Linked DNA regions of Mus musculus: regions 2 and 3 are each linked to region 1. Evidence: chromatin contacts called from public HiCAR-type data. All regions are on one chromosome and are shown on one strand. The core of a region is the stretch at or near the end of the contact, and the rest is flanking DNA. Distances in the headings are between cores, read along the strand shown.

What was found. HiCAR-type assays count read pairs that join an accessible place to other places.
Region 2: a HiCAR-type map of astrocytes shows a contact between it and region 1, with 5 times the contacts expected there. The contact joins the promoter of Fmr1os here to the promoter of Ids in region 1. A contact is called at or near these places in 4 of 39 promoter capture datasets (cranial neural crest, frontonasal cranial neural crest, maxillary cranial neural crest and 1 more), 1 of 484 Hi-C or Micro-C datasets (CD4 T cells), 2 of 115 datasets of contacts at active chromatin or transcription factors (astrocytes and large pre-B cells) and 1 of 9 other capture datasets (adipose tissue).
Region 3: a contact with region 1 is called in a HiCAR-type map of astrocytes, with 8 times the contacts expected there. The contact joins the promoter of Aff2 here to the promoter of Ids in region 1. A contact is called at or near these places in 1 of 39 promoter capture datasets (cranial neural crest), 3 of 115 datasets of contacts at active chromatin or transcription factors (astrocytes, embryonic forebrain and stem cell-derived neural progenitor cells) and 2 of 9 other capture datasets (embryonic stem cells and liver).

Annotation. Positions count from the first base shown.
Region 1 is chrX:70,363,448-70,367,235 of GRCm38.p6, forward strand. Ids (iduronate 2-sulfatase) reads right to left here and starts at 1,638. Exons shown (of 9, transcript NM_010498.3): 1 at 1,348-1,638; 2 at 355-491. The coding sequence starts at 1,456.
Region 2 is chrX:68,676,700-68,680,487 of GRCm38.p6, forward strand. Fmr1os (FMRP translational regulator 1, opposite strand) reads right to left here and starts at 1,700. Exons shown (of 4, transcript NR_033481.1): 1 at 1,481-1,700; 2 at 315-426. It overlaps Fmr1 (FMRP translational regulator 1), which reads left to right and starts at 1,842. Exons shown (of 17, transcript NM_008031.3): 1 at 1,842-2,168. The coding sequence starts at 2,118.
Region 3 is chrX:69,358,322-69,362,109 of GRCm38.p6, forward strand. It overlaps Aff2 (AF4/FMR2 family, member 2), which reads left to right and starts at 2,010. Exons shown (of 20, transcript NM_008032.3): 1 at 2,010-2,517. The coding sequence starts at 2,471.

The DNA.
Region 1 (3,788 bases), core at 388-2,887:
GTTCAGGGAGGACAACTGCCATGGACTGACTCTTAGCCGCCCACTCTCAGCCACCCACAACTCGGTTGGCAGACCCACAGGTTGGATTTTTCAGCTCCCGTCAATTCCTGTTTCTAGCTGAAAGCTAGCCAAGCCTGTCTTAAGCGTGTTAGGGCCAGGGCACTGTCTCCACCCAAGAAGGAGGGGAAATCCTGCAAATGTGAGCTTCCTTGTCTGTGAAGAGACTTGCCTAGGCCTTCATTTTCTAAGTTCTGCTTTCCCCTTTCAAGGAGGTCTCTAGAGCAGCAGCATGCTTCTCCCTACTGTCTATACACAAAGAGGCATATATCCATACCTAAAGGTCCTTGGACATACCTGAGCAAAGGCATTCTGAAAGAGAACGCTATGGGATGCCAGCTGGTCAATGTTCGGGGACCTCACTAGCTTGTCTCCATAACAGCCCAGGGAGGGGCGGAGATCATCCACAATGATCAGAAGGATGTTCAGAGCATCTGCACAGGAGAGAGGGGCTTTGGTTATACCATATGCAATGACACTAAAATCCCCCTCCCTAGGGTAATGAAAGGATAAAGGCAGTCCACCCAGAAAAGGGGCGACCAGGGCTCTGCTCCAGCAAGGGCGGGGTTGGAGTACACAAAAGCCCTATCCAAGGTGAGGGTCTTATGTTTCAATCATGTCTCCACATCTAGGTGAAGAAGAAGGAGACAAAGACAGAGACAAAGATGGGAGGGGGGATCAAAGAAGGAAGGAATAGAAGTCAGATGGAAAGATGGAAGGATGGTAAAATAAAAGGGTGGATAGAAGACAGTAGCAGAAAGGAAAGGAGGAGTAGAAGGAAGGGTAAAGAAAGGAAAATGGACAGATGGAGAGGAAAGAACTGTTGGCGAGATGTAATTTGCACCAGTGGATGGCTCCACACCCATGTGCATATGGGCAGCACAAACTGGACTCTGGGTTATAAAATCATGGGGGGGGGGTAAATGAGCTTGGGAATAGGGTGCATCTGAGTAGAGTTAGGGGGAGCAGTGGGGATGTTATAAAATGCATTTATGAAATCCTCAAAATTAATTTTTAAAAAGAGAAGAAAAAACATGAAGGGATGGAAAGGAAGAGGAGGGGTAGGAAGGAGGAATGGATGGATGAAAGATGAATGCGGGGGCTAAAAAGAAAGATGAATGCGGGCAGAATCGACGAAAGGAAGCAAAGATGGATATTGAGTAGGGAGGGGTGAAATGTGGGTGAAAATGATGAAGGAAGAATGAAAAACGAAGATAGGATGTGTGGAAGAATAAACATTAGCAGGAACAGAGACAAGGTTGAATAAGGCAGGGAGCAAGGAATTGGCACCTGTAGCAGAGTTGCCTTGCGCTGCGGACTCCAGGGCGATGCAGAAGGAGCCTAGCAACAAGCTGAAGCTAAGCTGCCGCCAGATAGGCGGCGGCGGCGGCGGCGACATTTCTGCCTCGGCGCAGTCTTGCAAGAAGGTGGCGTGAGGCTACAGCGGGACCATTACGTAGCAGTGGCCGCCGCCGCCGCCGCCGCCGCCGCCGCTGCAGCCGCTGTCACCACCAAAGTCTCTGAGAAAACTGCGCGACACCTCTGCCTCGGGCCCAAAGGCCCGGGCGCTGGCCCGAGCACGAATGCGCTTGCGCAACTCTCTTCTGTCCCCTCCCTGTCGGGGGTGGAGCCTGATGGCGCCGGACGTCTGAGCACGATCAGTCAAGGTGGGCAGAACCTTAACCGGAAACAGTGCTGCTGTGGCTTTCCCTGCGTACATTTTACAGTAGGCAGTGATAACTAGGGGCTTGATTTCTTTCCAGCCCATTCTCCAAAGAAGCCCTTTGCAAACTTCCATTTTATTCCTAAAAGGATCTCTTTTCCTCTTTATTGGCTCAACAAATCCTTATTAAAACACTGCATGCACGCGCATGCACACACACACAACCACAACTTGTGTGTGCCCTCTCACACATACATGCATGTATACCGGACATTGTTGACAGTACTGGAGTTCTCAGTGCCTGTTCTGATTGAGCTTAAAATAAACTCAGAGAATGTGCCTGGACAAAATAAATCTGAGGGGAAGGGTCTGATTATTTTCTATTGAGGTAGTTTAGTCACTATCACTTTACCTCACTGGTGAAGTGATTGTTGAACAAATATTAGAAGGGAAGAAGCAATCCACCTGACGTCTGTAAAAAGAGAGAACAGCAATTACGCAGCAGGTAGTAGACAGTGATGGTGGCTGGAGCCAGCCAGGAAGAAAATTCTGGAGAGAAGAGAAGAGATGGGCACAGTGAGTGGGAGTCAGACTCCTGTGGCAACAATTACCTACTGCTCATTTTTGACTGAAGACCAAGAAGGATATGTCTTCTTTCTACCAAATGGAGCTTTGAAAAACTAGATCCTCTATTGATGAGTCACGCCTAATCCCCCACCCATTAAAAATCTAGCACAATGTCAAGCACACTGATGAAAGTTTTGTATTTGTTATTGCAAAAATATTGATATTGTGGCATCTTCTAGGCAACATGTTAAACTAAAGGCAATAGTTTCTTCTCATATCAATACTACATGCTACATGCTACTAATATCCTCATTACTGTTCAAAACTGAAAATTATGAAAGCCTAAATTTCTTAAACAAAGGCATTAATCTAGAAAATGTGGGACAGTGTGGCTGTCCATGGGGGGCATACCTCTTCAGGGGGTAGACACACAGTGTTTATAGTTCTTTAGCAGACTCTTTTCAAGTTCATAAACAAGGTCTCTGAGCACCCTCACATCCAGGCTTAGGGTAGATAGAAACATAGGGAATAAGACAATGAAAGACACCCTCAGTGTTTTCCACAAATTATGGCCATGGTTCAAATCCAAACAGAAACATAGCTGAGGCTCAACTTCCATTACAACTAGAGAGATTTGGAGGCCAAAACACAGAGTAGATGGCAATGGTGACCACAAAATGAATGAACCTCAAGTTTAAGGGATGGTACATAGTCCAGTTTAAGGAAAACAAAGTGGCCTTCTTGGTTGTAGACTCTCTAGCCTTGAATGATTACTACTATTGAAAAGTCAGAGCCGATATTTTCTAAGTACAACAGATAAAAATATGAACTGCCCTCCATGATCTACACTCAGATTTTATTTCATTGAACATTTTAAAGGAAATCATGTAACTTCACTAAAATCTAAAACCTTTAGCTGAAACCATCATAAAATTAGGCTTCTGTCAGCTAGAGAAATGGCACAGTGGTTAAGAGTTCTTGTTGTTCCTGAAGAGGACTGGGACAGACTGTTATGAGTCACATTCATACATAACTCCAGTTCCAGGGAATCTGAAACCCTCTTCTGACTCCTGCAATAACTCTAAAATAAAAAAAAAGGTGATACTTCTCTGTGGCTCAGTCCCAATTTGGCATACAATAGGCACATCCAGAGAAAATAGGCCAATTCTTTCTATATAAAATTTATTCAAAATATTAAACAAATTTCTAGAATGTTAAATCATTTGTGACTGACTCATTTCTCAAAAACTAAGTAAAATCTGTACAAGTTTGCCAATCATACCTGTAACCCTAACACTGAGGACTGTAGAGGGCAGAGATGGTAGCATCACTGGTTGCCAGCCTAAATGAAGAAAATAAACAAACAAACAAACAAACCAGGAGCTCCATATGCAGTGACAGACTATATATCAAAGAAACAAGGCAGAGATTAATAGTGACAGATACCCAAGACCTCTGGCCTCTGAGCATAGGTCACATGCTCAACACATGCATGCACATT
Region 2 (3,788 bases), core at 450-2,949, 1.7 Mb before region 1:
TACACTTGGAAGATAGAATCTTCTCAATCAATATGTCCCCTTTTATATCACTGGAGTTAAAGCTAATGTTATGCCCCATCTGGTCTATGGTGAGATTTGTATTCAACCCTACAGGATTCTTAATATATTGTGGCTACTCCAAAGATCCTAGTTCAATGGGTCATTTCTGTTTACCATAGCCTCAAGGAATGTGGCCCTTGATCCACTGCTTTAAAGCTGGAGTTGCAACAACATTAATATTGTTCCGGCTGAGGCAGGCTGGGAACTGGAAGCCTCACATCCTAGCCCTCTACCATCTGCTTAGGACAACTCACCCTTGCTCTTTCAAGTGCACACTTCCAAATAAGTCTTTCTTGTCACATTCCAGTTGGAATCATCTTGCTTCCGGGCTCACTTATCTCACACCACAGACAGGCTCATTTCCAACTGTAAAAGATATAACCACACTTTATAGACCACATCACAGTTGTGACTCCATATTTATATCTTCTTCATGCGTGTATGTGTGTGTAGCATCCATGTGTGTGAGTATGGCCACACATATGCCACAAAACATGTGTGGGGGTCACAGTACAACTTCTAATGCAGTCCTTGCCTTCTACCCAGAGTCTCTCTTTTTGTTGTTCGAAACTAGATAAGGCACACTGACCTGTGAACTTCTGGGGAATCAACTTTGTGGGAGTGCTTATTTAGGCACTTAGGCCCAGCTTTCTATAGATTCTAGGAATTAGAAAATTCAGGATTTCATGCTCGCATAGCAAATGTTTTACCCCCTTGAGCCACCTCTCCAGCTCCACACTTACGGTTTTGAGAAGTTGAATTTTGCACATCTACTCCTGTAGGTTCCAATTTCAATAGTGACAGTCTTTTTGTTGCTACCTCACCAAGGACTCACTAGTACTTAGGACAGTGCTTGGCACATGGTAGGCATTCAATGAACTTCTCAGTTGGATGCAAGCCTTCTGGATTAAAGGAGCATGGGTCAGGCTGGATATAAGCCCAATACAGAGGCCAAAGGGGTGGGGAGGTGATTTTGGTTCTGCTGTAGAAGGCAAAGGCAGAGAGCTGCATGGAAAGGACCCAATGATGCACATAGACAGATCCCATGACTGCTTTACTGATGCCCTCCCTCTGGTACAGGGGGCATGTAGAAGAGGCAGAAGTCGAGTAAAAAGGAATTAACAAGTGTTCAACTCTCTCTGTCAGCTCTTTTTATTACGAATTCCAAGTAAAACTATGAACGGAAAGTGTGAGGGGGACTGTCTGAGAAAGGGATAACATTTCCTGAAGTTCTGGCACACCCTATTGGCCCTTAAAAAGTACTCAAAGTTCCCACAATACTTCCCCAAATCACTAGGTAGTAGAGCGATTTATTTTGCATCCTAGCCATAAGAGTCCCAGAAGTCAGGGTCAATGTAGTTATCACTGTTCCTAGATCAAAGTGTTCTCCAATGGAATTTATCACTTTTTTTTTACTTCCCTCCCGCCGCGACTTGCAGTTCAAACAGGTCCCACGCCAGTGCCGTGAAAAATCTACCCAATGCCCCTCCACTTCTGGTCGGGCCCCATTTTCGACAACTGGAGGCCTTTTCCCATGTCCTCGCTTCCTCCTGTACGGAAGAGGCCTCTAGTCCCCGCGGCGGGCACAGGCAGCCAGACTTAGTACTGCCCTTTACGCTTTCCCGCCTTTCACCAAGTGCGCGCGCCAAAGGGTGCGCCCTGATACCCTGAGGCAGGTACCCAGGAGGGCGCATGCGCGTGCTCCACTGCCCGAGAGGAGGCAAGGGCGGAGCGGAGAGGGCGGGGCCAAAGGGGAGGGGCTGCGCGGGTCACGTGACATCGTTTGACTGTTTACAGGAGGCGCAGCGGAGCCCTTGGCCTCAGTCAGTCAGGCGCTGGGGAGCGTTTCGGTTTCACTTCCGGTGAGGGGCCGCGCCTGAGAGGGCGGGCAGTGAAGCAAACGGACGGCGAGCGCGGGCGGTGGCAGTGACGGCGGCGCCGCTGCCGGGGGGCGTGCGGTAACGCGGCGGCGGCGGCGGCGGCGACGGCGGCTGGGCCTCAAGCGCCTGCAGCCCACCTCCCGGAGGCGGGCTCCCGGCGCGAGGACGGACGAGAAGATGGAGGAGCTGGTGGTGGAAGTGCGGGGCTCCAATGGCGCTTTCTACAAGGTAACCGGCTACCGGACAGGCCCGGTCCTCGGCCTCCCTCCCTCCCTCGTGTCCAGGGTGGCGGGCGGGCCCCTCGGGCGCGGCGGGAGCGGCGGGCTGTGGGATGTGAGGGAGCGGCGGAGTCGGGGCCTAGAGCCCGCCTCAGCGTTCCGACTCCCGCCTGAGGCCCCGGCGCCTGGCGGAACGCGCGGGTTGCCGAGGGCGGTTGAGCGGCCGAGTTTGTCAGCGAAGCGGGAATGCGAGGACAGGGGATCCGATCGGCCATGGGGCCGGTGCCGCGGGAAGTGGCGGCAGCGGCTTAGTCCAGCTTTCCCAAATAATCCTCTCCCAGTGGGTTCGGGGCCTGACACGCGGGGAGCCGTGCGGGAACCGGGGGCGCTTCAGCCCGGCCGCCGCCAGCCCTGCTGGACGAACGGCCGTTACGAGGCTTGGGCGGCCGTTAGGAGGTTTGGGCTCCGCGTTCGGCCCACAGTCCAGACTTTGGAGAGCTCCCCGGTTCTGGGCGAGGGGTGTGCAGGGAGTAGTAAGAAGCGGGCGGCAGCTCGGAATCACAATGGCAACTGCTCTTGAGTGGCCTCTTTGTGAATTTCCAAGGAGGGTTTTAGATCTAAAAGTTTCGGAAAGACCATGACATCTGAGAGAGCGGTTTCAAACGCTAGCCAGAGCCGGTATATCCACGGCCTCCGAGGCTCTTTCTAACTGGGAGCAATTCAGGGATAAGCATGTCGCGGCTTCTAAAAATATTACCAAGTCTGCTTATTTTAAATTTCCCTTTGTGTTTAAGTTCTCGAGGACCCGAATTTGTGCCACAGAACTTCAGGAAATTAACGGGGACTGTACGATTGCTACTGAATTTTTACCAGGACGGTTTGGAATGTTTGTTCTGTGCGCTGAAGTGCATAAACTTGAGTATATTCGCTTTGAGTTTTGCGGTGTTACAGTGAGCTATATTTGAGGTTTTAAATGGGCATTCATGGAACTACTGAGAGTTTTTTTATACCATTGAATATCAAGTAACATCGTATATTTTTCAAGGAACTTTAAACTTAAGTATTGTGTGATTTTTTTTTGATACTGCATAAATGTAGATCTAGCAATATTATAAATTCTCCTTTTGTGAATGTTTATAAGCTCTCTAAGGCCCCACCTCACTAGAATATTTTAGTAACAGAAGGTGCACGTGGAAGGAAGCATGGAAAATAGCTTTTGCCATTGTCCAATAGTTTTAAGTTTATTATAGAATAACTTGGACATTTCAAGTGGGACATACTAAGCTAAACTCGGGAAAGTGACTTTAGTAAATTATGCTTTTGCCAAGTTTATGGAGACATTTAGTGGAAGATAAAATTCTCGAATCAAGGAAATTTGTAAAATACTAATTTATACTAAAAATACCCTTTTGTTGTAATATAGGAGACAGAAAGAACACAACATTTATGTTACTAATTTTACCAGTGCAGTTATTTTTCAATTTGCTGTAATAAAAAAAATGTTCCGGTTAGTTTTGGTTAGTTTGCATTAGAAGGTTTCTAGGTTCTAGAATGACAGTTTTAGTTGCTAGAGTTGGGGCACTGAGACACAGATGAGCAAGGGATAATAGTTAAGTAGTATTTTTGTTCA
Region 3 (3,788 bases), core at 760-3,259, 1.0 Mb before region 1:
TGCTTGTATGTCTTTCCCCAGTGAACAGATCCCTCCCTCTAATGAAAATAAAATAGGTAACAACTGATCATAATCCCCATTTAAATGTTAACTGTAGATGTTCTGGATTTGCATAAGTGTTTTTTAAACAGATCAAGCATTAACCCATGGTGACAATCATTATTAGCAATCAAATAGAATTGGAGCATCACTTACTGAGGGCATAATGTATGAAGGCCACAAGTCGGAATGGGACATTTCTTGTCACAGGAAAGACTCACAATCTAGAACAGAAGATAAACAAGAACACAGATAATGTGTAACCCCACTCACACTACTTTTAAATGTTGTAACTCCCATTTCTAAATCCTGTAGTAGCAGCCATATCCTATTGGACTTAACACAACCTGTACCAGTTAACAACCTGATTTGAAACATGGTCTCCCTTTGGCTGTCCATTGGTTGATTTTCTGTCAGTTCACTAGTATCTGTAGAAGACTTGGGTTCGTGCAAAATACACATTGGGTAAAGTCCCACCGAATACAGAAATTGTAGCATCTTGGAGCTTTACTTCTCCATGTCAACAATGTGCTTTCTTCCCCTTACCTAAATAAATAAATAAATAAATAAGCCCTGGGTGTAAGCAATCCAAAGATAGAGCTGTGGTTCTTTCTGTTATATGGTGTACAGCTTCTCTCGTTTAAGGTTGCAATCTGACTTTTTTTTTCCCTCCCCTCCAGGAGAGATGTTAGATCTTGAGCAAATGACCTAGTGGGGACTCCTAGTTCGTCAAGATCAAAAAGCAAGGCTATCTAGATGGTTTTGAGTGTGTGAGGTGATTAAAAACAAATATTCAAATAGGAAAAGGAAAGAGATCAGGATAAGCCTGATGGCCACTAGGGTAATACTTTAGTTGTACAGATGGGAAAACTGAGGCTAGGAGGTTTTGTCAATGTTGTCTACCGCTCTGCTCACTTCTGGCCCTAGGATTTCAGCACAGTGCCAATACTGTACCTTCCCGGTAAGGACAGTAGGAAAGTAATTCAGATGTCTGGGACTCCAAATTGAACAAGCCTTTATAATCCTGTATATCCTTTTTCTCTTGAGTAGATGAGGAAACTTTTCCTTTGAGGAACTCGCTAAAGGAATGGATTCATCCTTTCCTGGACTAGAAGGACAAGCTGGAAGGAGGAGAGGGGTGTGGTTAAGCCCTCCACGTGCAGAGAGACTGTTCTCAAGCCAGAAGGGAGAAAAGCAGCTGGTGCGTGGGATAGTGGGCACACACCCAGCGGTTTTCCTGTTTCTCAGAGAAGGAAAATGCAGGAGGTTTTTGCCCAAAGCTTAAGGTTGGAAGAAACTAGTACTATAACCACTTATCCCAAGGACCACTCAAGGGGACGCCCTTTATCCCTCCCATTGCAGCTTACTAAATCCAGGGCCCAGAGCTTGCTGACCTACTGAGGGACCAGTACTACTTCAGCCTAAGAGGATATTGCAGCGTGAACTCGGCTGGGATGCGCAGCACCGCAGAAATGGTGAAGGTGACCGCCCTGTCCTCCCTGAACACACATGCCCCGTGATGCAGCCCAGAGGGATGCTGGGGACGCAAAAGTTTGATCCAGTGGTCTGAAAAGAATGTCTGGGCAGGGACTACAGGCAATGGCAGCAGGGCGCTAGCCCTTCCTTGCAGCAGTTTGTGCACTCTTTTCTGATGGCAAATACTACATCCCAGTGGTAGGTTGGGGTGAGGGTGTCCCATTCTGCTAGTCTACACTCTGGTACAGTGAGACCACCTTCTGTGTTCCCCTGTCTGGGTCCCAGGACCTCCTCTGGGTCCTGGGCTAGGTCTGAGTCTTCAGCTCTGCAACTGCCCCCATCAGCTGATTTTGACAGGGGGTGGGGGGCATCCAGGAGCAAGGGCGGGCGGGGCTAGCCCCTGCCAGATCCAAGGATGATAACGTGTCTGCTCCATGTCGCGGCTTCGAGCTGTCCAGGCTCCGCCCCCTGTGAGTGTGTAAGTGTGTGATGCTGTCTCGGCCGCCGCCGCCTGTGCAGCCGCCGCCGCCGCTGCTGCCGCCCCGGCTGCCGCGCCGCGCCACTGCCACTGCCTCGCTCGCCCCCGCCTCTGCCGTCGCCACCCGCCAGCAGCCTGCCAGGCGGGCGGCCCAGGCGACCCCAGCTCTAAGCGGCCGCCACCGCAGCCCGGACGCGCTGGGCAAGCGGGCAGCCGCGGAGCGAGTGGACCAGAGCGGGAGGTCAGGCTCTTGCCTGCCCGGTGCCATCGCTTCCGCTGCCGCCACTGCTCCGGAGCGCAGGACTAGGTACCCCGGGCGCCCGCCGCTGCCGCTGATGCGGCCCCAGCACTTTTAACCGGGTAGGAGGGCCAGAGAGCCGCGCCGCCGACCGCAGCCAGAGAGCCGCGCAGCTCAGAGCCGCGCCGACACGCAGCGAGCAGGGACAGACGGCCGCCAGCCGCCGCCGCCCCGCCGCTATGGATCTATTCGACTTTTTCAGGGATTGGGACTTGGAGCAGCAGTGGTAGGTGTTAAAATTCCCCTTCTCTTTTGATGAGCGGGATCCCCGGTCTGGTCTGGGCTTTTCGCCTTTGTTAAGAGGAGCCAGAGCTGTTGTGGGGGGCGCCCCGGACACTCTCCCACTTGCTCCCAGACACCTCTAGCTTTGGCTTCAGTGACTCCTTGGTCGGGTGCTGGGATGGGGGAGGTGCGGGGACAGGGAAAGATGTGGGCAAGAGCATCCCTTTGCACTCCAAGTCTAAAGAGTTGCAGCCGGCCCATAGCAGCTTCAGTGCCACCCACCCGCACAACAACCTCCTGGGGTCTTTTCTCACCAGTGGCTGATTGGGTAGGATCCAGTCTTAAATGCTTTAACTTTCCAGTTGCCAGTGCCTGCAGCCAGTGGCGGGAGAAAAAGCGACAGCCAGGTACCCAGAGGCCACCCTCAGCTTGCTCAGCGGCCACCGCCCACGCTGTTGCCACCTCAATCCCCACCCAGAAAGGCATGGGTCCAAAACCTAATGCCTATCCAGCCTAAGTTCCTCTTCTCAGAGCAGCGTCTTCAGGGGCCACTGCACTAGGGACCTCCAGTCCAGTTGCCTTTAGCGCTTGACTTTCAAGTGGAAGGGTGTTTGAAGTTGGCCCCTAAAGTCTTCAGCTCCGAAGTCAATGAACATTTAATTAGCCTCTGAACCCCCATTGGCTTCCCAGTGGGAGGCAGCCTTAGGTTTGTGTATTGGACACACAGCTAGAATCCCCAGGTTTAGCCTGCTTTAAACAAAATACCGTAAAGTTGCGGAGAGATCCTGAAACATGGTGCAAAGGTGACTGTGGTGGGGGTGGGGGAGCAGAAAGTTCTTTCTCTCTGTGTTGATGTACAGGCGCACATGCATAGTGCTCCTCAGATCTATTAACTTTAGAAAAACTTCACCATTTACTATAAACATTATCGTTCTTTATAAGTCACAATATTTTAATGTACCAGTCCCCCCGCCCATGCCCAAGTGTTTAGATGAGGAAGGAGGCAGCCACAGGAGCAGAGACTTCAAGTGGCACTCTTGCCCTTTAAATGTAGTGAGGATAATCTGTAGTGCCCACCAACAGTTTGAAATCTTTTGCAATGTTCAGACTACTAGCTACTGGCCATGAATGCTGTGCCTTTTTTTGCAGGGATTTCCATTGTCAATGTCATGTTTTAGGCAATTTCCTTCTTTAAAAAAGGGTCAGATGCTTGGCCAATAGCTTCATTATGCCACTCGTGACTGCTTGGCTGCAAACCCAAGATACCTTACATTT